Regions from separate parts of the Pan troglodytes genome. Here region 1 is linked to region 2. A link is a contact called in public capture Hi-C data. All regions are on one chromosome and are shown on one strand. Each heading gives the region's core, a stretch centred on a gene start, on an enhancer-like site or on the middle of the called end of the contact. The rest is flanking DNA. Distances are from core to core; before and after follow the strand shown. Region 1 overlaps DOCK9 (dedicator of cytokinesis 9). Region 2 overlaps FARP1 (FERM, ARH/RhoGEF and pleckstrin domain protein 1).

Region 1 (5,764 bases), core at 1,520-4,019, 410 kb after region 2:
AAAGAGCGGAAATGAACAATGCAGATGTACCGGGACTCTTCCTATTTTTATTCTCTTCTGAAATAAAATCATTTTGGACTCCTGGGGTTCCCTGGCAACTTTCTCACATATTGGATCTATGTCATATTGGTTGGCCCAACAGAAGGTATTGTATTTGTTGTTAAATGGGATTTTTTTTTTAAAGACATATGGCCATAAATTTCCCAAAAAATACCCAGGTAGAGATGAAAACAAACATGTACATATATATAACACACACACACAAACATGTTCATGTACATACAGTATGCACTCCCTTCTCTGTGTTTTTTGTCTGAGTTGATGATTTGGAGCTCAAAGAGCTAGCGGAGGGAAAAGCTGAAGCCATTCAAACACATAATGAGAATTGGAGATGTAAAAGAAGGCTGAGTTCTAGGAGATGCAACAACTTAGGAGATAACAGAACCAATTCGGGATGAGCAGGAATTGTAGGAATGCAGGCGAGGACTAGAAGAATCAGCTACATGCTGTTTACTGGCAAAGCAGGAGAAATGTGACTGAGGACAGTATGCCACTGAAAACTGATGAAAGAGGAGGGAGACAGGAGGACAGGGCTCTTGTGGGTAGCAGGAAGACAGAATGGAAATAAACCATGTTAACAAGATGGCTTTTGGCAGCAGCAGCAGCACCAGGCCAGCTGTCTCTCTCCTTCAATTCAAGTTACCACCACAAAACCCATTTGCAGTGGGAAGAGCTGCTGCATATCCGAGTGGATTAAGGTTATTTATTCACATGTGGACCATTCATTTAATTTTTGTTTTCTGTGTTTCCTAAATGATTATCATTGGAGGTGCAGCACTGGTGTACTTATGATTTTTTTAAAAGTGCTTCAAAGTTTAAGCATTTATTTCAACCAATAGTGAGTTAGCCTCTGTGTTATAGAAATTATCTGAGCAAAGGAGGTCCAGCAGGTTCTGTTTATCAGTGGGGATTGAATTTCTGCTGCTAAATGGCAAAGAAAAACTAAAAATAACAAACTCCTCGTTTTGTTCCAATCCCTTTCTGCAGAGCTAGTCAAAGCCCCAACAGAAAGATGTTAAAAAATCAAGTACTGTAGCCTTAAAGGTGTCACTCAATTTGCATTCTACAGCTAAGTGTAGAACTCAGAAGTAGCATTTTATGGCTACCAACTCCGTGTGGCAGACTGACGTTATCTAAATTAAGCCTGGGATTTTATCAAGACAGACTATCTTCATAACATTTTTTATTTTTATTTTTTTTTTTGAGATAGGGTCTTGTTCTGTCACCCAGGCTGCAGTGCAGTGGCACAGTCTTGGCTCACTGCAACCTCAGTCCCCCAGGTTCAAGTGATTTCATGTCTCAGCCTCCCCAGTAGCTGGGATTACATGTGTGTGCCAATAAGCCTGACTAGTTTTTGTATTTTTAGTAGAGACGGGGTTTCACCATGTTGGCCAGGCTGGTCTCGAACTCCTGGTCTCAAGTGATCCACCTGCCTTGGCCTCCCAAAGTGTTGGGATTACAGGCATAAGCCACCATGCCCAGCCAATCTTCGTAACACTTAAACTGCACCCGGACAATCTTCATAATGCCCACGTTGCTGGGTCAGAGGTGTGGGAAGCTGCTTTGTTTTGGTTCCTCAGGTGTCTTACTTTGAACTATTATTAATACAATGCATTGGGAACACTGCCTTTACTCTTGGCCTGTATTTTAAAAAGAGGTGTGAAAAATCACAGTGAATGGAATTTATTATTAGACATGATGGAAGGATATTAATAACCATGTATTAAAGACAGCACTTGGAATAACAAATAATTGTTGAGATAAAACAATAACTAGCTGTGTCATGCTTGGAGAAGAGATGGAACAATTTAGAGAACACAATGCTAGCAGAAATGGGTATTATAAATGATCTCATCAATTTTTCACGTGCTGTATGGTTGATATCTTTCAGGTGTTCTGCTTTGAGAAACCCTTAAGAAGATAAAGCACTTAAATTACTAGAAACAGCACACAATGCCTTGTCCCCTCCACTGACTGATAAAAGTAAATTAAAAATATGCTCCCCTGTTCTGGCAGAATCTCTTTTGTAAAGTTAGAAAGCCCCAAAGTTAGGAAGGCAAGATGAACAAAAAGGGTCTTGGCTTGCAAGTGAAGCGACCTCATAAGCAGACTTCAACCTGATTAAATCTTACCATTGTCTACAGAAATTCCAAGCACACTTGATATCTTTCTCACACTGAAAACACAGAAAAAGTCACTTTGTTATTGGATGCTTTTCCACACCCTCACAAATTGATTCATGGGCTTTATGTTTTCACAGTAGTGCAAGGATTAACATCCATTCAGAGCTGGAATGTCAGAATGTGGAAGCTTGATCAATTACATGCACAGGATCAGGAGGGGTGAAAGAAATCCATCCCGAATGTTCTCAGAGTTGCAGGGGAAAGCCAACATTAAGTTGGCTCTAGGTGATGAATCCAAATTTTATGTTTAGAATACTTGAGAACGGCTGGCTATGGACCCAGCCAAGTTTTGTTTTAGGGATGGGGAAAGGGTCAGGCACTTTTAGGTTTAGTGCTGTAGTTGAGCACGTTCCACATTGTGTCACTCCCAAATGCTGAGGACGCTCCTCCAAGGAAGGGAACTGTGCCATGAGCTCTTCATCCTACTTGCTTTGAGCTAGAAGAAAAATTGAGTTGGTGATGTGGTAGGTGTGGCCTGGGGCTCTCCCCTCTGAGATGGCACATGAGATGGCTGGCTGTTACGATGGCATGTCATGGGACTTACTGTGGTTAAAAGTGAGAGAGTTATCCAGGCTGCCCAGCTGCTGCAATCTGGCATGCATCATTCCTGTTCTGTTACGGGAAACAGGCAATGTCTGAGACTTTCGATCATGAACTATGGGTCCCAACCCCTCCTGGTTCCTGCAACATGAGTGAAATGGGATAGAAGCAAAAGTTAGACGTGTTACACTGCAGCGAGACTGGGAGTGTTAGTGAAGCCAGAACATGGCACGAGGGAGATGGCCATGCACTGACTGAACACGGTGGAGCAGCCAGAGACACAGACAGGCGGCAGCTCCTGCACACTTCACGGCAAAGCACCTGATGATCCAGAAGCAAAAATCAGGCCAAAGCAGGGACCTTTTTATTTTTAGAAAGTACTTTAGAGATGCTACTCTGAAAAAAGTGAGCATCACTCCAATGCAGTACTAATGGTTAGTGTTCTGACAACTGTCAAAACGTCACTAATCTTTTTGGATTATATATGTTCTGAAAAAGCAAAAGACATGTATTTTTTTAATTAAAAAATGCATTGGAAGACACAGAGAACAAACATGCAAAGGAAGGGATTATATGAGTTTTAACACCTTTATTCTTACCCAAGCAGGAAGGAGAAGAGCCACACACTTTGTTAAACTTGTCAGCAGTCAAGTAGAGAAAACAGAAGAGTGATTTGGGTTAGCAATCAAACAGCTAACTTCCTGCTGTGTACCATCACCAGAGCAGATGAAAATGAGATCAGGGCTGCAATGACACCTGTCCCCTGTCCCGGAGCCAACCGTCCCCCTCACTGTGTTATTGTGTGTAGGAGAACAGGGACATGCATGGACTATCATCGACTGCATGCTGCTGGGTGACTTCAAAGTGACAATAAGAAGGCACGTGTTCATCAAACTCGACCACCGTGGATGGCAAACATGTACAAGGTTCACAGTCTAGTTCAGGATCTTTTTCACATGCAGCAGAGACCCATGGCAATTTTTGTATAGAGCAGAGCATATCTTTCCACAGTGCATGGAGCAAAGTCACACCATCTCCACTCCCGTTTTCCTTGGCCCATCTATTTTTAAGGCAGTCCACACTTTTATATGCAAATATATACAGGGTGCTTATGAAGTAGGAAGATTTTAAGAAGTTAAATTTATATCCACTGAAAAAAATACGTTAACCGTTTCACAAAACCCAATTCTAAAACATTTTGTTGGGACAGAAATCTTCAGCTTCTCACATTCACTGTTTTAAGCTGTGAGGCATTTTATTCTACTTGGCACAATATTCTCCAAATGCCATCTTGTGACGTAGGTGTCACTGCAAAAAGTGAAGCTAGCCCAGCACAGTGCCTTTCTGTGACAGAATTTACTGTTTGCCCATCTTCATGGGACAAAGTCAGGGAGAATCCAAGTCAAGGTAGAAGACGTTGCTGGTATAAGGACACCTTGTATATACTTGCATTTAGTACTCCAAAACTCAAATATAAAATTACTGTTGTGATAAAAAATAAAACAGTTAAGATTAGAGAACTTTAAGTGCTACCACATTTCAATGAAAAATAGAAAATATTAATAGGAGGAAAATGCAAAAATTCTAAATTTGCTTCTTTTAAAAAGAAAACATACATGTTTACTTCTTAACATAAAATGTAATTCTGAAAATTTCTCAAATATCCCCAGAAAAGAACAATGTTAACAGAAAAAGAAAATCTTCACAAAGAGGAAGCCTACTAAAAATCTCTGGCCTATTTCATCACTATAAGACAAAATCGTCGCTATACAGAGAAACAAACCTCAATGACAATTACATTTTTAAGTTTTTCTTAAAACATGTTTACTTATAATAAAGCTGTTAAAAACAACAGTAAAAAAATATAATACTTAGACCAAGACCCCACTAATACAATAACACAGAATGGCTCACAACACAGAAAAAAACAAACAGACATTCTGAATGGCAATGGGGCAGAAGGAAGAACTTGGTAAGGACAAGAGGTGCTGCGAAGAAACGCCCCCAAAGAAGGCGTGTCCAGCCACACAGCTGCAAGGAGTTTCTAGGAGGCTGGTTCTGCACAGGAAAGTGGGAGTGATGCTACTCACCAGGGAGTTCTGGCCAAGAACATGGAGCGTTTACCAACTAGTCAAGAGTAGGAAGAGAAAAGGCTCCATTTTAGAGAAGGTTTGTGGAAGTCCACACAAATTTGGGATGGACTGAAAACATTCTTTCATTAAGAAAGAAGAAGAGTGGTTAGGTGAGATTTTAGTATCTTTGTAGTTGGGAGCAGGAACAGTCAAAATGACCTTGGAAAGTCAAACAGAGGAAGAGAAATCACTGAGGAAGGAACATAGGAAGAAGAACTGGGGAGAAGAGGATGGGAAGGAGACAGAACAGAGAAGGAGGGGGAGTTTGGACGAGAGGATAGAAGGGTAGACACAGCCCGCTAAAGGAATGCTTTCCAAGAGATAACACGTGAGGTGAAATGAGACTTCGCCGGTAGGAATGCAGACCAAAGACACTGCCAGGCTCTGCGGTGGCAATCCAAGGGCCTGCCATCAGTCCCCATGGCCACTTCCATGAACCCCAACTGCCAACCACCACTGATGACCATTCCCACACAATCAGAGCCAGGCATCACAGAAAACAACACATTTCGAATGAAAACGCCCCACAGTACCTGGCTATGTATCGCTTCCCCATGTATTGGAACTGGTGCAGGCAGACTCTGCAGGCAAGATGAAAAATTATTAGGGAAATGCAAAGATAAAATTATTTTCAGGACGTTATTTATCTGTTATCAATAACAAATTCAATAAACATTATGTCTAGTACCAGCATAAGTCACATCCTCATTCATTCAGAATGGTTTTTGGGAGTCCTCTGGAAAGTGCCTTCAAACCCAGAGAAATTTATTAACCTGTGAGAGAAGCCCCATCTTGTGTAGCTGTCAGTGTGGTGGTGGCTGGCTAAAGCAACACAGCACAGAGGCCCAC
Region 2 (5,673 bases), core at 2,686-5,185:
CAGGGAGTAAGTTTATAGCCAGCTCTTACACAGAACGGTGGAGAAAGGTTAGGGTGACCATTTTTGGTTTTGTGGCTGGCTTTGGGGGAAGGAGGTTCTGGTTTCAATGACCCGCCTTAAGGAAGGGGGAGTCCAGTTTCCGTGGCTCGCCTGGGGAGGAAAGGGGCGAGGCAGGAGGTGGGCGGGGAGGCCTGGCTTCTGAACCTTTCACTTCAGGGTATTGTTTTCTGAGCCCACCACCTGAAAGTTGGCTTTGAAGATGCATCTCTCCCAGATCTTGAATCCTTCCAGACCCTTCCAAATGCCCATTCCCTAAGCATTCTTCAGTCCAGGCCCATAGCTGTGTTTCAGAACACTTCAAGCCCATGAAGGTGTGAAACAGGAAAGCTTTCTTCATCTCTCACTGGCAGTGGAAGCTGCCCTGAGCTGGGGCGAGGCCATTCATCATTGTGATTGTGTTTTATGTGAATGCTCACGTTTCACTGCAGAATCTCTGCCCCCGCGCCCTCTGCGGGGCTGCTGCAGTCGAGGCAGGACTCCCTTCCAAACGCAGAAAGGGCCAGTTCCCACACAGGCCTGGTCCAAAGAGTGTCACATAAGAGACTCTGGTCAGGACAGGAGTTTGCTGGCTCTTGGAACCAACAGCAGCAGGAATGAGCCAGCAGTGCTTCATGGAGGGTCTCGAGTCTCGGAATTTATTCTCGGGAAACGACCTTCCCCGTTGCTCAGACCTGCCTTTATTGAGTTTCCTGCTACAAGCCACTTGTTTCTAAGCCCAGTCCTGCTTCTGAAGACATCCTCAAGGGGACACGTCCGAGGTGCAGGCCCTGGCTCCCCCACAGGCACAGCCTTTCTTCCCAGCTGTCCCCACACACGAGGCTCTGTCCCATGGGGTTCCCCTGAGTGTGCAGGTGTGAATATTCCCTCCCTGGGCCTCCTGACAGCCCAGGTGTGAAGAGCACTAAACATTCTTCCCCAGCTTCACACCTCCACCAGGCCTGTGTGCAAAGCTTGTGGGTCTGAGACTTCTCCCAGGGGATGGGGATTATGATAGCAGGAAAGGAGACCCCCGACGCGGAGGAGCAGGGAAGAACCTGCGATAGGCTCATGGGAAACGAGGCCTCATCAGATCTCACCTGTGGGCGTGTGTCTGAAACGAAGCCAGTCGACGTGTGGCGCCGCCATTGGGGAGGAACCGTCTTGGCCTTGCTTCGTCCTGACCTCAGCAATGTGTGAATTACGACTCTCAAGGCTGGGGTTTGTCATAGGCCTCAAAGCTTTTTACATACCTGGAGGCACCCAGGCCATTCAACGAGGCAGCAAATACCCAAGTGGGGTCCAGGTGGCCCAGAGCCACCTGCAGCCCAGCTTTTTTGGATAACAAATCTACACAGTCGCAGCCTTCCGTGTGCATGATCAGGTCAAGGCACTGAGTCAGGGGCACGCTGGCCCCCAGCCAGATCTAGCCCCGGCCTGGTGGCTTACAGCCTGCGAACCAAGAATGGGTTTCACTTTTTTTTTAATGGCTGCTACATAATGTCTTCAGTTTTGCCCCTTGGCCTGCAAAGCCTGAAATATCTGCCGTCTGCCTTTTGAGGAAAAGTCTGCTGACCCTAGTAGAGAGCAGGAGAGTGAGCCACTGGCCAGTGGGGTTTGAAGGTGGCAGTGACCACCTAGTACAGTCAGGGACCCGGGCTGCTCTATCACTTTGCAGATGTCCCTCCTTGCCAGAAAGCCCCCTCCCAAGGCACGTGGCGTCAATCTCGTGTCGGTGGCAGGCAGCCCTCGCATGCCAGATGTCAAATGCTCGCTGACTTGCAGATGAGCCATCCCCAGGGCCTCCTCCCTGCATGACAGGACAAAGCAGCTCCATCTCCTCCTGACTCAACAGCCTCCTCTCCCCAGTCCCGTGCCCAGCCTCTCCCAGTTCCCGCTCCCGTCTGACTCGTGTAGGCACACGTGAGGAAGGGGCGTATCTGGGGACCGTGTGGCCTCACTGGCCTCTGCTAAAAGTTGTGGGCAAGCCGGCAGGTCTGGGGGCTCCCACCAGAGGTGGGGTCAGATGTTGGGATGGCCAGAGGGCTGCCCAGCCTGTGGGCACTAGAGCCAGTGAAGGGCCAGAGGCAAAGCCATGCGAGTTGTCTTTTAAGGCTGGAGTGGCGAGACGGGACAGCAGGGAAGTTGTTCAGCAGACGGAGCGCAGACAGGACTGGGAGGAGGGAAGGGACGGGGTGCAGACAGGACCAGGAGGAGGGAACGGACAGTGGGGCAGGGGAGGGAAAGGACGGTGCAGACAGGACCGGGAGGAGGGAAGGGACAGTGAGGCCGGGGAGTGGCGGGCACGGGGGTTATATTTGTTCCCCGTGGCGTCACACGGCACCAACCTCAGACTGGGTGAGGCCACAGAAACATCTCCCACAGTGCGGGAAGCCGGAAGTCCAAAATCAAGCTGCTGGCAGGTGGGTTCCTTTGGGAGGCCTTGAGGGAAAAATGTCCCCACCTCTCTGACAGCATCTGGTGGCTGCGGCAGTCTTCTTCTCGGGGGTCCCCGACTCCACCCATGTTGCAGGGCTCCGGTCTGCCGTGTCACCAGCTGTCCTCCCTGCATCTGCACTCTAATATCCTCTTCTAAGGACACGGCTCGTGTTGGGCTTAGGGCTCATCCTAGTGACCTTACCTTGACTCGATCGCATCTGCAGAGACCCTGTGTCCATGTGAGGTCACCATTGTAGGCACGGAGGGTTTGGACTTGTTGGGGGTGCAATTCAACCCACAGCAGGGTCTGAGGGGATGGGGTCCAAGAAGGCAGAGGAGCGGTGGCCCCAGTGACGGGCCACGAGGAGACAGGGCAGGCTGGTCTGGTTCTGAACAAGGATGTTGACCCTCTCGTGAAGGCAGTGAATGGAGACAGGTCTGGGAGCCACCAGCATGGCCTCGGCCTCCTGAGTGCAGGGCAGGAGACTCGTGGCGCGCAGGGCCCGTAACACGCTGGAGGCCAGGATGGACCCGACACAGGGGAGCGGGAGGCTCGGCCTGGCCGTGGGGAGCGAGGAAGGGCCGCTGGATGTGCCTATTGATAAAGAGGTTTCCAGAGGCTATTGGAATGGCCAGGCAGAAGCTAGAGAGCGCTAAGGAAGCTGCTTTGGAAACAAAGGGGCCCAGACTGTGATGGGTGACATGTATGAACCCCACTGTGGGCTGGCTGCTGTGTGAAAATTATGTGACTCAGTATGAAAATACCTAGGAAAGGGGAGTGTGCCACCCTCCTTGCTCCATGTTGCATGACCCAAGATGCCGCATGGGCATCAGCCCAGCCCTGGCCACCACCAGGACCTTCTGGGAACCTGGAGCCTTGCGTTTTCTTGTTCCTTTCTGCCACTGGGGGAGGAGGGTGGATGGCTGGAGCTGCCTGCCTGGCCTGGAACGCCCTTTCTCCCTGTCTGCGGGGTCCCCCACATCCTGCAGCCCCTCACGGACCTACTGTCAGTGTCCATGTCTCTCACTGGACCCTCCCTGAGCAACTGGAGGGCAGGGACATCAGACCATTTGATCCCAGCTCCCAGCACAGAAGCTTAGTGCCAGGGGCACCCAGAGAGATGGAATGAGGCAGACTCGGAGGTCTGTATTTTTTATTGTGGTAAAATAGCTATACCACAATACTGGCCAACTTAACGATTTTTACGGGAACAATTCAGTGGTATTAAGTGCCTTTACAAGGTGGTGCAACTGCTTTGAGTCTCTGCTGGTGATGTCACTTTGGCAAAGGGACGAAATGAGCCACCAGTGTGTCAGGCCTGCTCAGAGTTGTTGGAGGTAGCATGGACACAGGTGCCTGTCCCTGCCCCCTAGCTGGGCTGCAGTGCATCCTAACAATGCTCCAGGGGCTGGGCCGGCCCTGAGCCTGGAGGTGGGCAGGGCTGCAACTGCCTCCTGGGCCACTAGAGGGCATGTGGGAGCCGCTCACATGCACCCCAGGCCCCACTTCCTGGGCAGGGTGCCCGGCCCCTCAAAACGAGTGCTGCTCTGAGCTTGTTGGGATGTATCTTTCCCTCTTTCAGCTTCCGCCTGCTGGCAATGCATGGGGTCCTGCGCCCCCATTTCTGCCTCGGTGTCACAGGGCACACCCCTCTCCCCCCAAGGTGGCTCTTCTCCTCAGGACACCACTCCCGTTGGATTTAGGGCCCACCCTACCCCAGTGTGATCTCATCTTCACTAGTTACCCTGCAACGAGCCTATTTCCAAATAAGCCTGTGTTCTAAGGTACTGGTAGTCAGGACCTCAACGTGTCTTTTGGGGGGACACAGGGACCCCAAGATGCCCCACAGCAAGTGACAAGGGGAAGTGATGAGATCAGGGTCCCAGGACCTGCCAAGTCTCCCAACACACGGGGGAGTGGGGGGGCCCACATCCTTCAGTCACGGACATGCCCCAGCCCAGGGCCCTGGTGCAGGGAGAGCTGCTCTCTGTGCCCTCCTGGGGCAGGTGCCCGCTGTGCTTCTCACAGGCCTCCTTGCCTTTCAGAATCAGTTGTCTGGAAACCTGCTGAGGAAATTCAAAAACAGCAACGGGTGGCAGAAGCTGTGGGTGGTGTTCACAAACTTCTGCCTGTTCTTCTACAAGTCACACCAGGTAAGCGTCTCGCACAGGGCAGGTGGCCCTGGGACCTTGGGGGTGGCAGCATGAGGTGAGGGGGCCGCCCTCCTCTGGAAGGACTCAGGCCTCTTTGGCTCCAGGTGTCACGGGGATGACAGGGATGCTGGCGGGGGGCCCTGTCCACCCGAGGCCCTCAACTCTAGGGAAGACTGACATTATCATCCACTGAAGGACAACTTCTGCCCTAGGAAGGGCCACCTGTCTTCTGCCTGGACAAGGGACGGGGGTTGGCTTTATCTACAGCTGAGTCCTGGCGGGACTTGCCACCTGGGCCATCACGTACAGGCAAACACTGGCTGCCATGGTCCCTTCCAGGCCCACGCCCGAGGAGGGAGCTGCCTGGGCTCCCAAGTCCCTGTCTGATGCGGGGCAGCAGCCAGGCCCAGCAGCAGAAGCTGCCCCCGAAAAGCCACTTTGCTTTGTTTCCCCTTTCCAGGACAATCATCCCCTTGCCAGCCTGCCTCTGCTCGGCTACTCGCTCACCATCCCCTCCGAGTCCGAGAACATCCAGAAAGACTACGTGTTCAAGCTGCACTTCAAGTCCCACGTCTACTACTTCAGGGCGGAAAGCGAGTACACGTTCGAAAGGTAGACACCCCCTTCCCACGCACAGGGCCCGGCAGAAGAGGACCCCCTCTTCCAAACATCAGGATTTCTCCCAAGTCAGCGAGTGAGATGGCCCCACCCTTCCCTGCCAACTAAGTGTTTAGACCTGGGGTCCCACTGCCCGGCACCAGCAGGCGATTCTGTTCTCATGGCAGAACGTGGGGTCCCAACTTCCCTGCGCCCTTACCCTGCACGGTGTTGGCTGAGGCCCTAGACATCTCGCTTGGAGATCTCTGACATACGTGTCTGGGATGATGAAGCTAAGCCCCAGTGAGACTGCCTACATGGTGTAATGCCAGGGGCCGCAGACTTCATTTAGCCAAGAAAGAAATGAAACAGTCAGGCCTAAGACTGTTCCTGCAATTCGTATTTTGAATAGAGATCCTGGGCCTCTGCAAATTGCATCCCCAAGCC

What was found. Capture Hi-C pulls out chosen DNA fragments and counts their contacts.
Region 1: a capture Hi-C map of stem cell-derived neural stem cells shows a contact between it and region 2, with 5 times the contacts expected there. The contact joins two enhancer-like sites. A contact is called at or near these places in 1 of 7 Hi-C or Micro-C datasets (stem cell-derived neural progenitor cells) and 1 of 1 other capture datasets (stem cell-derived neural stem cells).

Annotation. Positions count from the first base shown.
Region 1 is chr14:104,454,017-104,459,780 of NHGRI_mPanTro3-v2.0_pri, forward strand. It overlaps DOCK9 (dedicator of cytokinesis 9), which reads right to left. Exons shown (of 54, transcript XM_054665524.2): 37 at 5,449-5,496; 38 at 2,788-2,855. Among named protein-coding and RNA genes, the nearest start is that of SLC15A1, 92 kb to the left of the region's middle. Within about 2 kb of position 2,770, at least 2 of the 24 cell types and tissues checked have an H3K27ac peak or open chromatin away from gene starts, as enhancers often do. A contact at or near this core is called in stem cell-derived neural stem cells, where this site is marked.
Region 2 is chr14:104,047,491-104,053,163 of NHGRI_mPanTro3-v2.0_pri, forward strand. FARP1 (FERM, ARH/RhoGEF and pleckstrin domain protein 1) reads left to right here. Exons shown (of 27, transcript XM_063792622.1): 25 at 4,522-4,629; 26 at 5,090-5,241. Among named protein-coding and RNA genes, the nearest start is that of STK24, 140 kb to the right of the region's middle. Within about 2 kb of position 3,936, at least 7 of the 24 cell types and tissues checked have an H3K27ac peak or open chromatin away from gene starts, as enhancers often do. A contact at or near this core is called in stem cell-derived neural stem cells, where this site is marked.